2 separate regions of the Arachis hypogaea genome follow, and region 2 is linked to region 1. A link is a contact called in public Hi-C data. All regions are on one chromosome and are shown on one strand. Each heading gives the region's core, a stretch centred on a gene start, on an enhancer-like site or on the middle of the called end of the contact. The rest is flanking DNA. Distances are from core to core; before and after follow the strand shown.

Region 1 (7,501 bases), core at 3,579-6,078:
ATTCGAACTTATGATGGTGTTTCAGTTGGTTCTCGTTACGAGAATAACTCTACTCTATATGTGTCTAAGGACTAAAATAGATTAAATATTATTTAAGTAATTTAGTTCTAATATTAGTATTTGATTAAATTAGTTTTATATAAATTTAGATTTAAATTGTTACCTCAATTTATATATTACAACTATTCTTTTTGGATATGTTATTTTTTAATTTTTTAATATATTTTTTTTTTAATTTTTAAGTTTATTTTATTTTTATTTTTATTTGCTCTCAGTATAACTAAGAAAAAAAATAATTAAGTTGAAAAAACTACAAATAATAAATATTATTTTTGATATGACAATTATTTTAATCAACTATGTAAAATTATTTTAAACAAATAATATTATTTTAACTTACTTATTTTATATAATGAATACGTAGGAGATTATATCATTTTTTAGAGTATACGAAATTTGTACTCTATATTTTTGATAATTATTTATTTATTTAGTATTATATCTTTTTTCTCTTCTTTAACTATTTAGATAATATATATATACTGAGCAAGTATTTTTATTGAATTAATCATAAATGTTAATAAAAGATAATGGCATAATTTTTACCTAATTATATCAAGTATCTCTATTAAAAATATTGTCTAATTATTGCCATGTACAATTAGCTTGTGTGGTATGCTTAGTAATAGTGATGTTTTACAATTATTTATCATTTAGAGGATTTATAATTTAGACATAGTTTCTCTTCTATTTTTTATTTTTTTTATACATAATGGCTACTACCTACGATTCTATCAATAGTATTATCTATGGTAGATTATGTGATGAAAAAGTTTAAAAAATAAAGGCAAGACTTATAAGGTTATAAAAAGTGCTATCCAAATTTAATATGAGTAAGACGGCTTAAATAGAAATGGTTCTAATGGATATTAATTAGCAGAATTTTTTATTTAAATAAATTAAATAAATATTTTAATTAATGAAATAAATAATTATAAAATTCTTACTGAAATTCGTTCTTCAGCCTTATCTCGTTTACAGCAAGGTTGCGAGAAACAAATCAGTTAATGAACCAATAGAATGACTGATTCAATGGTTTAGAGTTTTAATCGAAATTCAACCGATTTAATTAAATATGTGATAAAATTATAAAATATTTAATATATAATTTTAAATATTTGAATTTAATCATTTTTAAGCTGATAACTTTTACATTTTACATAATTTATGATAAAAAATTCACAAATAATAAAAAAATATAAAAAATAGCATAAAATAAAATTCCAGCATAAACACAATGCAGCAGAATCAAATCATAAATATTTCAAAATAAGAGAAATTTCAGCAGTCCAGCAACAATGTAATGAAGCATGCACCATATGACCATCAACAATTCAAAATCAAAAAATCAGCAACCAGAGTTATCAATCCAAAATAAGAAAAAATCAGCATAAACAACTCAATGTAGAATCGTGGTAATGTTTCTATTTTGAATCAATAACAGCAAAACAATAATTCACCAAAATAACAAGTACAACAGATTGAATTTAAAAAATAATCTCAGCAGAATTAATAAATTAAACAATTGAATTTATAACTCATCAACGACAGAATTCATCAAATTTCAGAATCATCAATAATTTCAGAATCATCAAATAAAAATTCCAAAAATTAATATCTCAAAACTCAGAATTATCAATAATACATCATATGCATATTTAGAATAAATTTCAAACTTTAGAAGAATAGAGTCATAGAGTCAGAGAGAGTTAGTCTGATACTTGAGACCTGAGCATTGAAAATTTAAAAAATTTGGCCATGGAGATGAACTGTGAGACACCACACGTAAAAGAGAAGTAAAGACGCAAAAATGACACCGACGAGGAAGGGAGAAGTAGAAACGACAAGGAGGGGAGAAGCAGAAACGACGCAGGAGAGGAAAGGAGAAGCAGCGTCGACCCACGACGAGGAGTGAAGAAGCGGCGACGACGACGACCCACGGTGAGGAACATAGAAGCGGTGACAACGACCCACTGCAAGGAGCAGCGAAGCAGCGATAGAGACAAAAAGAGGGCGATGAAGAGAGAGACGAGAGAGAAGAGTTCGGTGATGACAAACGATGCAGAGCTGTGGGAGCTGCAGTGGCTACAGGCTGGGTGCCTGTGGGTGGCTGCGATGGCTAGGGTTTTTCTTCTTCTTTCAATCTCAAACATCCTTCAGTTTCAGAGAGGAGAGGCCGAGAGGGGTGGGAGTGGGAGTGGGTTGGGGGTCTTGGGTACATTTAGGTTTTTTTTTTTATAAAGTATAAACGACGTCGTTTGGATAGGGTATCGAACCGAAAATCCGTTAAAAAAACCGATTGGTTCTAGCGACTCACTGGTTAACCCTCGGTTCAACTGGTTCTCTGACCAGTTTATAGGGCTAACCAAACCAGCCTAATGACCGATTCTCGATTAATTCAGTTGAACCAGCCAATTCAGTTCGGTTTTCAGAACTATGATTTACAGTATAAACGAGAAAGAGTAAGACAGATTTTCAATTCTATAAAAGGATGTGCAACCCTTGACATTTTTCACATACATTTTATATCTTCTTTTCTCCCGTTTTTCTTAAAAAATGTAGTAAAAAATATCCAGTAATAATGAATATGTGGTCGTCTGTGTGTACTCTAATTGTCGTATGCGAAACAGCTATCCGTTACTGTTGCGTATTCAACGCATAAGTTCGTTGTCCGAGTTAAAAAGTTTGATATTGAGCAACCTTGGTGGCACAGGAAGAAAAGAGATCGGAAGGATAGGATATAGGCTGATAGCACTGTTGGGTAACAGAATTTTCTAGTTTCGACTATTTCAACTCCAAAACGGCGAGCATTTATATGACTCTCAGAAACGAAACTACATAAAATTAGAGAGAGCCTAACTTTTAATTTTTAATATAAAAAAATAAAAATTAAAAAAATTAAACTAAAATATATACATAATTTACACACAAACAAATTAAAATTTAGGAGAGAAGCATTGTCTCTCTTGAGACATGAGAGACTCCACCCCTGTGACTCTCATTTTTTATATCTATCCATATATTTAATTCTCAATAAAAAAATTAACCATTAAAATTAAAAAAATATTAATAAAAAAATCTCACCAAAATATTTTATAAGAATATATTTTAAAACTTTGAATAAAAATTATTATAAAAAATAAATTTTTATATTTTTATTATATTATATATGTTAAAAAATTTAAAATATTATTATATTTTTAAAGTAGAGCACAATTTAACTAAATTTTTCATAAACAAATTTTTATTTAATTTCAGTTAATAATAACTTCTACATATACAATGGTGCAAGCTATCAGGTACAATATGAATCCAAAGCTCTGTAACAAAATTAACAATAATTCTGTCAGAATCCATCAGAATTGAGAGCTGTTCCCAAATTAAACATTTAATAGGCCCGTGAAGGTTTCAAGTTTTAATGCACAAAAAAATAAAAATAATAAGATTTAACTAACTTATACTTTAAAAATACATTTTAAAAATTTAATAATAAAATTTTTTAAATATTTTTAATATATTCAATGCATTAAAAACATAAAAAATTAATTTTTGTAATAATAATTTTTATAAAATATTTTCGTTTATAATATACCTAATCTATATCCTTAGAACACAAATTAGCAAAATCCAAAAAAATAATAACATAAAATGAAGGCACAAGCTAGCTAGATTGCTAGCTGTTCTCAAGCTATAGAATAAGATGAACAAGTGGAAAAAAGCGAAAGTTGTATATACTAACAATAATATATCAATAAATAAATTGAGGCAAATAATTATTTATTATAAGTTCTAAATTGGGATTGCAAGTTGTTGTTAAATAATGGCAATAATGATTAAGATAAGTTTATTCTTTCAATGCCATGTTTGGCAATCACTGAATTGTATCTTATAAAATAAGGCAGAGGTGTTAAAAAGCCAAAGCTATAGTAGAGAGTGATCTTGCAGTTCAATTCAAGAAAATGTGAATCACTTCCTTCCACAATAAGCCCTTAACATAAACAGAACAATGTCTCTCACCCACTCTACAAACAAGATAAAGGGTTGAAAACTGTGACCTTTTTAACTGCACGTGTGAGTTGAATTGTCAGGGAATACAACATTTTAATATTATGTTTAACGTGGCCATTAAACAAAGTTACGGACACATTACGAGGGACAAATTTTTTTTCCATGAATACCAATATATATATATTTGGAGACGGATCCATTTATACTATTGTAGGACAAGTGTTTTCATTAGAACTTAAAAATTTTGTTAGCAATACATAATAATAATATTTATTTATTTTTAACATATTATTAAATTAGATTTTATTACATTAAATTATTATAACAATTATTTTATTATCGTGTTATATATATTATTTTACTATCAAATTTTTTAAGATCTGTAAAGGTCTAACAATTACTATTTTTTCCGACACAGCTCTCAATTATTACGTTGGGAAATTATCGTTTTGTATAAATTTTATTAAACAGTAATTGTTCAAAATATTACTGTAATTATACAATTTTAACTTTTTATGTCACATGTACAAATGCGTATACGGAGAGGGCATTGGATACCCTGATTGTTGGTACACATAGGCAACGGTGCATCCTTTGTCATCGACGGTGATTTTTGTCATCATCTGAGTTTTCAAATAAGATTTTGCCACGTACATGGGAAATTAAATTAATGCAAAATTTTCATAATGTGCTACGCACGTGGACCTATCTCTTCTTTTTCTTTTTCTTTTTTTTTTCCTTATTTTTCATTTTTTTTCACCGTTTCTTTCTTCACTGGTGGGCCGTGCTTCGGACGAATGGGTACCCACCTAAGAAAAATACTAATCCAAAAGATTATAATAGATCTTATTATTAAACAATGTTATATAGATATTAAAAATCAGCACATTATATTAGTGTATTCATGTATATTTTTACATTTTATTTTATATAATAATTAACTATTAAAATAATTATATTTTTTACAAAATGATAATTAAATTTTTCATAATAAAATAATCAAATATTGTCACAACAATAAAATCCAACCTTTTATTAACATAACAAATTATCAAAAATAAGTCCTTTAAAGTTGATCTTGTAAAATGAAATCTTACACCATATAAGACTTTTCTCTCATATGTTTTACTCACCTAACGAGACTTACAGCAAATAAAACTAGAATGTAAAAGATTATATTTTGTATTGCTTGATTTTCTAATGATTGAGTCATTATATATATACACATAGCACATAGTGCACAGTTCATCAGAATTCTATAAGGATATTTACATTCTATAAAAAAAATAACTAACAAAAATTGTGAATCATCATCTTTTAAAAAAATATTGGTACCAAGAAAAAAGACAAGAAATAACAGAATGAAAAAAAAATTATATTGTTTGGAATTTTGTATTTTTTAAGTGTTGGACTTATTATTTATTATGCTCAAATATGTCCCTGCAAGCTACAGGATGATATATATCGAGAATTCCCAACTTGAACAAGTTTTGTAAAACGGATGAGGAGAAAGGTTTAGTGAAAATATCAATGAGTTGATTGGACGAAGAGACGGGAAGAAGTTTCATGACACCGGCATGAGCCTTCTAATAGACTAGGTGATAATTGACTTCAAGGTGCTTGGTTCGTTCATGAAAAACAGGATTCGCTGCAATGTGGAGTGCACTTTGATTATCACAATATAGCATTGGAGTTCGGCAACATGATACATTCAGAATTTTAAGCAAATTCAGGATCCACTGGAGTTCACAAGTAGTGTTGGCAAGAGCACGATATTCAGCTTCGATCGACGAACGAGCTACCTTGAATGGCTTCTTAGTTTTCCAGTAAATTAGTGAATTGCCCAAGAAGAAACAGAAACTAGTTAGTGAGCATCTTGTGTCTGGACAACTAGCCCAATCAGAATCACTGAAACTAGATAATTATAGAGCAGAAGTTCTGGAAAAGAAAAGACCCCGTTCTGGGCTGTTCTTTAAGTAACTGAGCTCTCTGATGGTAGCACGATAGTGAGTATGAGTTGGATAAGCCATAAATTGACTTAATTGTTGAGTGGCATAGGTGATGTCGGGACGAGTTGTTGTGAGATAGAGAAGACGATGGTATATAACAGGATCTGGAAGCAAATGACCACTATCTTAGGATAACCTAATGGCATTATCCATGGGTGTGGAAGCAAGCTTAGCTCCCAGTAAACATGAATCAGTTAATAAATCTAAGCAATATTTATATTGAGAAAGAGATATATCTTGAGCAGAATGTGCAACTTCTATTTCCAAAAAATATTTCAGAATGTCTAGGTCTTTAATCTCGAAGTGATTATCTAAAATTCTTTTAATAGAGACCATCTCAGAAATATAGTTATCAGTTAATACAATATCATCAACATAAACTAGTAAAATACAAATCTCAGAACCAACCATCTTAATGAACAGGCTATAGTAAAAAATCGTCTGTTGATACCCACAAGATAAAAGAAGATGAGACAGCTTATCACACCAGACACAGCTAGATTGTCGAAGGCCGTAGATGGATTTTAGCAGTCGACAACATTGCCCTGGTCGAGAGGAATAAAGGCATGGTGGTAATGCTATATACACTTTCTCTGATAATTCACCATGCAAGAAGACATTGTTCACATCCAATTGTTGAATTGGCCAGCGTTTGATGGAGACAAGTGCAAAAATTATGCGGATAGTTGCTGGCTTAATAACTGGTGAAAAGGTTTCAAGGAAGTCAACAACCTCTATTTGTGTAAAGCCTTTTGCCACCAAACAAGCTTTATAGCATTCAACAGATCCGTTAGGGCGTCACTTAATCCAGTAAACCCATTTACAACCAATTGGGTTTACCTTAGGAGGACAGTCCACCGAATTCCAAGTTCGGTTTAACTCTAACGCTTCAATTTCATCCCACATGGCGTCATGCCAATGAGAAAATATATTAGCCTCTGAAAAAAATTTCGGCTCAAAATTAGAATGAAATGACAAAATAAATTTGTGATAGGGTACAGAGAATACAGATGCAAGAGGATACCGACACCGAGAAGAATTTGATATGGGTGAAGTGAGGGAAGCACTGCAAAGGTAGTCAGCCAGCCGGATTGGGGTCGGCTTTGTCGAAGAGTGCGACGAGGTTGCGGAGGAGGAAAATTAGAGAAGTTGGCAATGTAGTGTTGGCATCAAGAGTGGGAGATGGTGGATTTGATGGTGCTGAAGGTGAAGGTTTGGGGAGAAGGAAAATTGATGTGACGGGTTTGGGAAGGTCGAATATCATTAGAGGTGGAAGGAATTAAGACAGGGCTAGGATGCGTATGAAGGGAATGTGTAGGAGTTGAGGTTGGTGAATTAAGGATTGGTATCTGATGAGGAGTGTGAAGTAAAGGAGTTGGGCCTTTGCATTTTTCAAAAGTGCTAGTAGTGCATTATGTTAAGCT
Region 2 (7,501 bases), core at 3,010-5,509, 51 kb before region 1:
TCAATCATGCTTACCAATATTATTTCCTATTTTGTTATTGCTAAATCCCTACGTGTTAAATAAATTTTTTGTTCCAGTAAAACCTGTACTTTGTGGTTTTAGTCATTGTAATTTTTTTTATTTTGATCCTAATATTTTTAAAGGTGAGTAACCAGTTTTACAGCCTTTTACTCACTTTTGAAAATATTTGGAACGAAGAAATAAGAAAATTTAATAGAGACAAAACTATTAATCATTAGTATTATTACATGGATAAAATTTTATTTGAAATAAGATTAAATCAACGTTTGCAACCATAGGGTAGATGGGATCCTAGGGAGAAGGTGGGATGATGATGTTAGATTTGCATATTTAAAACGAAGAGATAAAGAGACATACAAACTGTCATGTTACATTACTCAAAGTAAAATCAGGTGGTTGATCAGAGTCTTGTGTTTAATATTATTATTGAGTAGAGTGAATTAGTGTCTTTGTCCATTTCTTCCCAGTCTTTTTATTGGGTTGTTGCTATTTTTAATTTGGTATCAAAATATGCTATGATTGTGTTTGCTATTTATTTTTAGTATACTTGCCTTTTTTTGGAACTGAGTATTGCTACACATCAGAAAATTATTTTTATGCTACTTTTATGATAATAGCCAATAGGTAATTAAGTTAAATAATAATAATGTATATGCATGAGGGTTTTAGCCGTTACAAATAAAAAAAAAAATATGTGCATGCAAATTAATCTTGTTTAATAGATAACTTAATGAGCAGGAACTTTCGTGTTAGGAATGATACAAAAATTGAATAATAATTTGTATGATAGTATCTTTTGTCTTGTGGAAAATTTAACCCTCTCTATATTATGTGGACATAGTGGTTCAAAAAATAAAATAAGATAGGAAATAGTGCAATGGCAGCATGTTTGGTACTGGGAATCTTAAATAGTATTTATTCTATAAATTCTAATTCCATAAACAAGAATGCGAAAATTCAATTGAAAACTGACATGAAAACGGTAGCATTTCATGTGGTCAACTTTTGTAAGCCAGAACAAGAAGCCATGACTTCTCATTGGAACAGCTGGCAGCGGTACACGAATAATATATATATATATATATATATATAGGAAAAAGTGAAAAAAGGAAAATTTTTAAAATTAAGAATCAGAATTGCATAATCCATATGGTAAGCTAAAGCATTAATTAGAAAAAACTATTACTATTATTGTTCCAAACTTGCCATCCTTATACGAATTGCATAAAGATAAATAGAATTTTCTTGATGAGCATGCTTCAAGAGAGGACGCGTGTTGAAGAAAATTGCTTTAAGTCAAGATATGAAATTCGCAATGATTTAACATTTTTTGCTAACTATACCTTTCTGTTAACACGAGACTTATGCATATATCAGACATGTTTCGTTATTAGGTGTGACAAATGAAAATTAAACAGCACGGAGGTGTTTTTAGAGTTTCCTAGAGGCAGAGGGAACTATTGTGATTTGTGATTGAGAGCACCAATAAACATTGATAGATGGCTACATTACATATTTTTCTTTTCTTTTTTCACTTTATTGTTTTGCCTTGGCTTTAAATCATAGTGAATCCGTGATCACTTCAATCATTAACCTGATAACTAGCAATGTGTCATCACTCATCACAGTTCACAAATCACAATCACCTTTTTTTTTGTCATTTCCCCCCTTTTTTTTCTTCTTCCTCTATAAACCCAGGCACAAACATGCATAAGAGGAAAATCATTTTGATAATATGAATAAATCACATTCTGGGAACCATTCGGATAATTTATATAGTTAATTAATTAAATTATGAGTTAAAATTAATTATAACGTCTAGTATTACTTTATCAGATTAACACAAATTCTGATTTTCATGGTTATATTTATTGAGTTAAGCATAGATAGATAGATAGATAGATAAGATAAAAACTAAAAAGTCCACTTTTGGGTGATCAAATAATATAATATCATATCATGTATAAACCAAAACAGGGAGCTTTCATAATTAAATTCATAATGGTTGTAGGTGGAAAAAGCAAACAAAAACATGAAAGAAATTGGAATCCAAAATCCAAATAAAAACAATGAAGAACAACTGTCTATTATTCTGCAATTTGATTTTAGGCACATAGAATTCAATTCAATAATGGTCCCTTAGACAAAAGAAACTGATCCCACCCACCAAAATTTGTTCCAAGAAGGAACCCCCTCCCATCACAAACTGAAAAAGAATCGAACCTGTTTTCATTATGTAACAAAAAAATAACCACAAGAATTAAAAATACAACAAAATTGAAAAACAAAAAAAAATTCTACAGAAAGAATTAACAGTAATAATCTTTTCTTCTCTTCTTTTCACTTGTGTTCTCCCCAAAGTCCCAAACCCGATCATCATCACCATCAACATCAACATCAACATCCATGTTTTCATCTTCTAAACCAATCTGTACAATAGTAATTTCTTTCTACCCAAAGAATAGAATAATCTCTGAACAAGAAACAAAATGCATCAAAGAAAAAGAATGATATCATAACAAATCATGAGAATAACCAACCAATATAGAAGAAGAGAAGCTCCAAGGCTGTTCTCTTGTTATTCCACCTCTGCCACCGCCATTAACAAGCTGCGGCTTGAACAGATCGTACGGCTCCCAAAGACGATCCAACGGACACGGTTTCTTCTCATCAAGCCTCACCCATGGTTTCCCTTTCCCACTCCAATGCAACAAACTCACCGGACCAGGATGCAGAGACCTACAAACTCCATTGACATTGTCACCACCAAGCCCGTGCTGGTTCCAACGATGATCAATGGCTTCAACATTACCCGCAAATACAAGTAGAAACGGCGGCAACGATCCAAGCTCGTAAATCCTCTTTTTCCTCTGCAACTCCATCCAGTTCTCGATCCTCTTCCTGTAGTTCCCTTCCCTCCACCGCACCAAATCCATCACCATAACTCCGGTGTTGAAATAGCACGGTTTTCTGTGACCGAACACTCGAGATAGCAACGGATCCAACCAGAACTCATCGGTGAAGTACTTGGTGAAATTCGCGTGGCAATATTCCGGCGCTCCGATCACTCGATTCTCCGTTAGGGTTACGTTCCAGAGCTTGTGGATGTCGTCGACGACGACGATATCGGAGTCAAGGTAGATGACTCTGGAGATTGAAGAGTCGAGCATGTCGCCGAGATAGTTTCTTGCGTAGTTGAGAGGGTTTTCTAGGGCTTGACGGATTGAAGAGGAGATTAGGTTGATGACGGTGTCTTCTCTGAAGATGTAAACCTTGAAGTTCAACGAAGGGAACGTCGATCGAACCAGCCGAGTTAGGATTCGTGGACTCGCTGAGTCGAACTCGGCTGCGATGAAGTGGAAGAAGATGTTTTCCGGACACGACGAGTGCCGGAGGACTGAGTGTACGGCGGCGATGGAACCCCGCAGGTAGCCGGAGTCCAGTGTCATGGCGATGTGGACTAAGGAGGGGTCATCGGAGGTCGTGGTGGCTGTGGTGGCGAGGCATCCGGCGCCGTTGCGGTAGTCAGGAGCTTCGGAGAAGCGAAGAAGGCTGTGGAGGGCGACGGTGGTGGTGGCGGCGGTGGCTGTCGGGAAGGAACGGATCCCGAGTGTGAATGGTGGTAATAAGATACAGACAATGAGGGGCAAAACGACGGCGCTTAACCGTAGCGGAATCATGTCGTTTAAAAGTTTAAAACACCGTCGTTTTCGGGGGTTCTTGTGTGGAAGGGAAAAAAGAAAAAGAATATAAATGGGTTGGTGTTTTAAGACGACATTGCAGAGCGAGCGAAGAAAGAGGGAGAGTGTTCAAGTTTATGAGTGAAATGTTGCATTTCTTTCTTGTGTTGCTTCTTTAGTTTCTTGTTCTTGGGTTTGATGGTTTTGTGGATTCTCTGGTACCATGAGAGAGAGAGAGAGAAAGAAAGAAGGAGGTGGATGTGGAGATGGAGGTGGGGCAATGGCAGCTGGACCTTCTGAGAGAGAAATTTTGGTGTGTTGCTACTTATATCAGCTTTTCCCTCATTCATCACTCTGTATCTGTCTCTGACTCTTTTCTTTCTTTTTTTCTTTTTTCTTTTTTTGTTATTCCCCTTTTTGTATTTCTTTCCTTTTCTCTCTATTTATTTATTTTTTCCATATTTAAATTTAACTTCATTATTATTACACAACGGAAATCAAATGGGAATATATCTGCTCATGCAGCTGTTAAGACAGGACTCTATGCATGATTTGATGAAGTATTTGAATACAAAATTACTATCGGTTTTTTATTATCAATTTTACATCAAATTGACTCCATCAAAATTTTTATCTAAAATTTTATATTTTTGTTGTAGTTTTAAAAAATTAGGAGTAATATTTGAATGTTAATTTATGATTATTAAAATTAAAAAATTTGATATAATTGTTCATAGTATTAAATATTTTATTTATATTTATTTTTTAATATTACATTTAAAGTTATTAAAATAAGACTTATTATTAGGAGTCTTAATTCATCTTTATGATACTTAAATAAATAAAAATTTAAATATATATATATTATTTTTTAAAATTTTAAAAAAATAAAAAAATTAAAATGATTATTCTCCTAATTTTTAAATATTTTTTGAATTTTTTTATATTTTCAAAAAATATATATTTAACTTTTTATCAATTTAAGTATTACAAAAATAATTAAAAATATAAATTAGAATTCTCAGTCGTCACTTTATTAAAATTATCCTAAATATTAAAAGACTTTACTTAATCCAATTTTTGTAGTTTCTGGTGATGGAAAATAATTTTATATTAATTTACCAAATATAATTTCATACCTTTGAAATATCCATTTTCAAAAAACAAACTTTAATAAATCATTTTTGGAAAAACCAAAATTGTATCGTTTTTTGTGTTTAAAGTTTAAACGCGTTTTGTTTTTTGAGTTGAATACGTAATTCCTTAACTACATTTTGTTCTCATGAAGGTTTACATTTAAGTTTCTAATAAAATTGTACATTTTGGTGAACATATTATTAATACATTTGTATGAATTGAATTATGATACGTAGAGAAAAAATGAAAAGGGGTGGGAAATTTGGTTGTTGTTAGGGAGGGGCTAGAAGTTTCCATAGAAGAGGATACAAGTATAGAGCACGAGGGACAGGTGTATACGCAATCACTAGTTACGTAAGGCCATGTTTGTGTATTTGAATTTCAATAATGGAATGCCAAATACGTGCAACTATTCTATTCTGCTGCTTGCAATGCACTAGTCTATAAAACCCCTCGTACCAAAAAAGGTTCAGTTTTGACAAATCGAAAGTCCTTTCATGTTAATATTGTCGGAATCAAAATTAGGTTTCCCTTAAGAATATTCTTTACAAATTTAGACTCAAAATAGGGTTTTATTTTTAGAAATAAGAAAAAATATATTTTCTTTTCAGTTTTAGTGGCTTAAAAAATATTCTCAATATGTTTAACAAAATCGTAACAATTAGGGTGATGCTTCTGCTCTACAATTATATATAAAAAAAAATTATTGGTACTTTGTCTTTAGCATCTTTTGATTATTTTTGTTAAAATTAATCTCAATATATTAGAAAATATTCTCAATATGTTAATAAAATTCTATAAATCAACAATTAATCATTTTTGTCAAAATTACTCATTTTTAAAAATTTATTTTTATTTTTAATATTTATAAAATTATTTTTATAAATTTAAAAATTTTTTGAATACCAATTTGTTAGTTTAAATCATGTCTAATGAAATATTTTTAGAGTATCATTTTTTATCTTTTTAAAAAATAAATTGATTTAAAATTAAAATCTGTATTGGAATTGATTGATAAAATAAAATCGATATCACCTTAATGATACAATATCATCAAAATTAATAAAATTTGTTATTTATATAATTATATTAATAAAATAATTAAAAAATATAAAATTCTAACTAAATTAAAATTAAACATTAAAAAATAAATTTTATTTTTAATTTTAAATTACTATTTATAATAAATAATTTTACAAATATTTAAAATAAAATTAAAATTAAAACTAACATAAAAAAATGCTCTTAGATTTTTTTTTTTTTGGGTCATATTTCAACTTTTATTTTATGGAATTCGAATTCCAAGTGTCCTTGATAGGAGAGTTACATCTCCACGGATAAAGTACCCGAATAGGATTATAGGCAATGGTGTAGAATCTGTAGATGATAAAGAGATTGTTTAAGTGTCGTTAAATTATTAAAAAAAAAAATTAACAAAAAGTATTTTTTATTTTTTAATGTATTTAATAAATTTTTATTAATAAAAATAAAAATATTAAATAAATAAAAAATATTTTTTTAGAAGTTATAATATATATTTTTAAAATAATCTTTTTTACTAACAAATTTTTTTACATAATAATTAAATAAAAAATATTTTTATATTATTATATTTAAATATAATTAATAAATAAAAAATATTTTTATATAAAATATTTAAATATAAAATTATTTTTATTTTTTAAAATTTGTTTGGAAAATATAACACAAAAAAATATTTTCCTAATCGAACAAATCCAAAAACTTTTTTTATAAGGATTTTTTTATATAAATAAAAAATTATTTTTAAAAAAATTATTCCAACCTTAATTTTCAAAATTCAAAATTTTTTTATGTCGGGCCAAGTTTGCCGAGAGTGTGAAGTTCACTATCCCCCTCAACAAAATTCAAGCACCTTCCTTAATAAAATTCCAACGAGATCGATTTGGAACTAAAATTATTACTGGTAACTCATCTTTCTTCTTTTATCTTGATCTTTTGTTTATTATATACAATATATGGAATTTCATTGTTATTCATTCATTATGATAATGAAATAATATACGATGAAGAAGGATATATCGTATTTAGTTTTACTGAACCAGTATTTATATATATACCACCTAAAGTTGAAAGCCTAATAACATTGAAGAATTTGATATTATATGTCATTAGTCAACAACACACAAAAAGAGTGAAAAAAATCTACTACAGATATCCGTCCGAAATAGATAACACTTTATTTTACAAAAGGTATATTATAGATTACAATTGTTATTATTTTGTTATTTTTTTTAATTTGATTATGGTTATAAGATTTTATGTTTTTATAAATTAGGTATCGATTACGTGATGACGAGGACATACGTCTTATTAGGCTCTAGTACAATTGTTGGACAAATTTCCATCTGTTGGAATTATTTATTTTTCTAGTAGACTTGGGTGGAAGAACTTCTATGGATACTGTTGATGATACCCCTTTAAGTGGGACGGTTAGGAGAAATATTAGAAGGTCGATGAATGACCTAAATATACCACTTGAAGGTAATTAAGAGGGGTCAAATATCGAAAATTTTAATGATGGTATGATGCAAGTTGATGTTGAAAGTCATAAAGGTTCTGCTATTAGAGACCCGACGATGGATCCTTATCAAGCGAACCCTGATGACGGTGAAGATGCTGAC

What was found. Hi-C and Micro-C count contacts between places; a contact is called where the count stands out from the background.
Region 2: a Hi-C map of leaf shows a contact between it and region 1, with 1.8 times the contacts expected there. The contact joins the promoter of LOC112801019 here to the enhancer-like site in region 1. A contact is called at or near these places in 2 of 8 Hi-C or Micro-C datasets (both in leaf).

Annotation. Positions count from the first base shown.
Region 1 is chr5:26,757,473-26,764,973 of arahy.Tifrunner.gnm2.J5K5, reverse strand. No RefSeq gene overlaps it. Among protein-coding and RNA genes, the nearest start is that of LOC112801018, 22 kb to the right of the region's middle. Within about 2 kb of position 4,828, at least 3 of the 3 cell types and tissues checked have open chromatin away from gene starts, as enhancers often do.
Region 2 is chr5:26,808,232-26,815,732 of arahy.Tifrunner.gnm2.J5K5, reverse strand. LOC112801019 (probable galacturonosyltransferase-like 9) reads right to left here and starts at 4,259. Exons shown (of 1, transcript XM_025843517.3): 1 at 2,083-4,259. The coding sequence starts at 3,701. The coding sequence ends at 2,535. LOC112801020 (germin-like protein subfamily 1 member 1) reads left to right here. Exons shown (of 1, transcript XM_025843518.3): 1 at 1-280.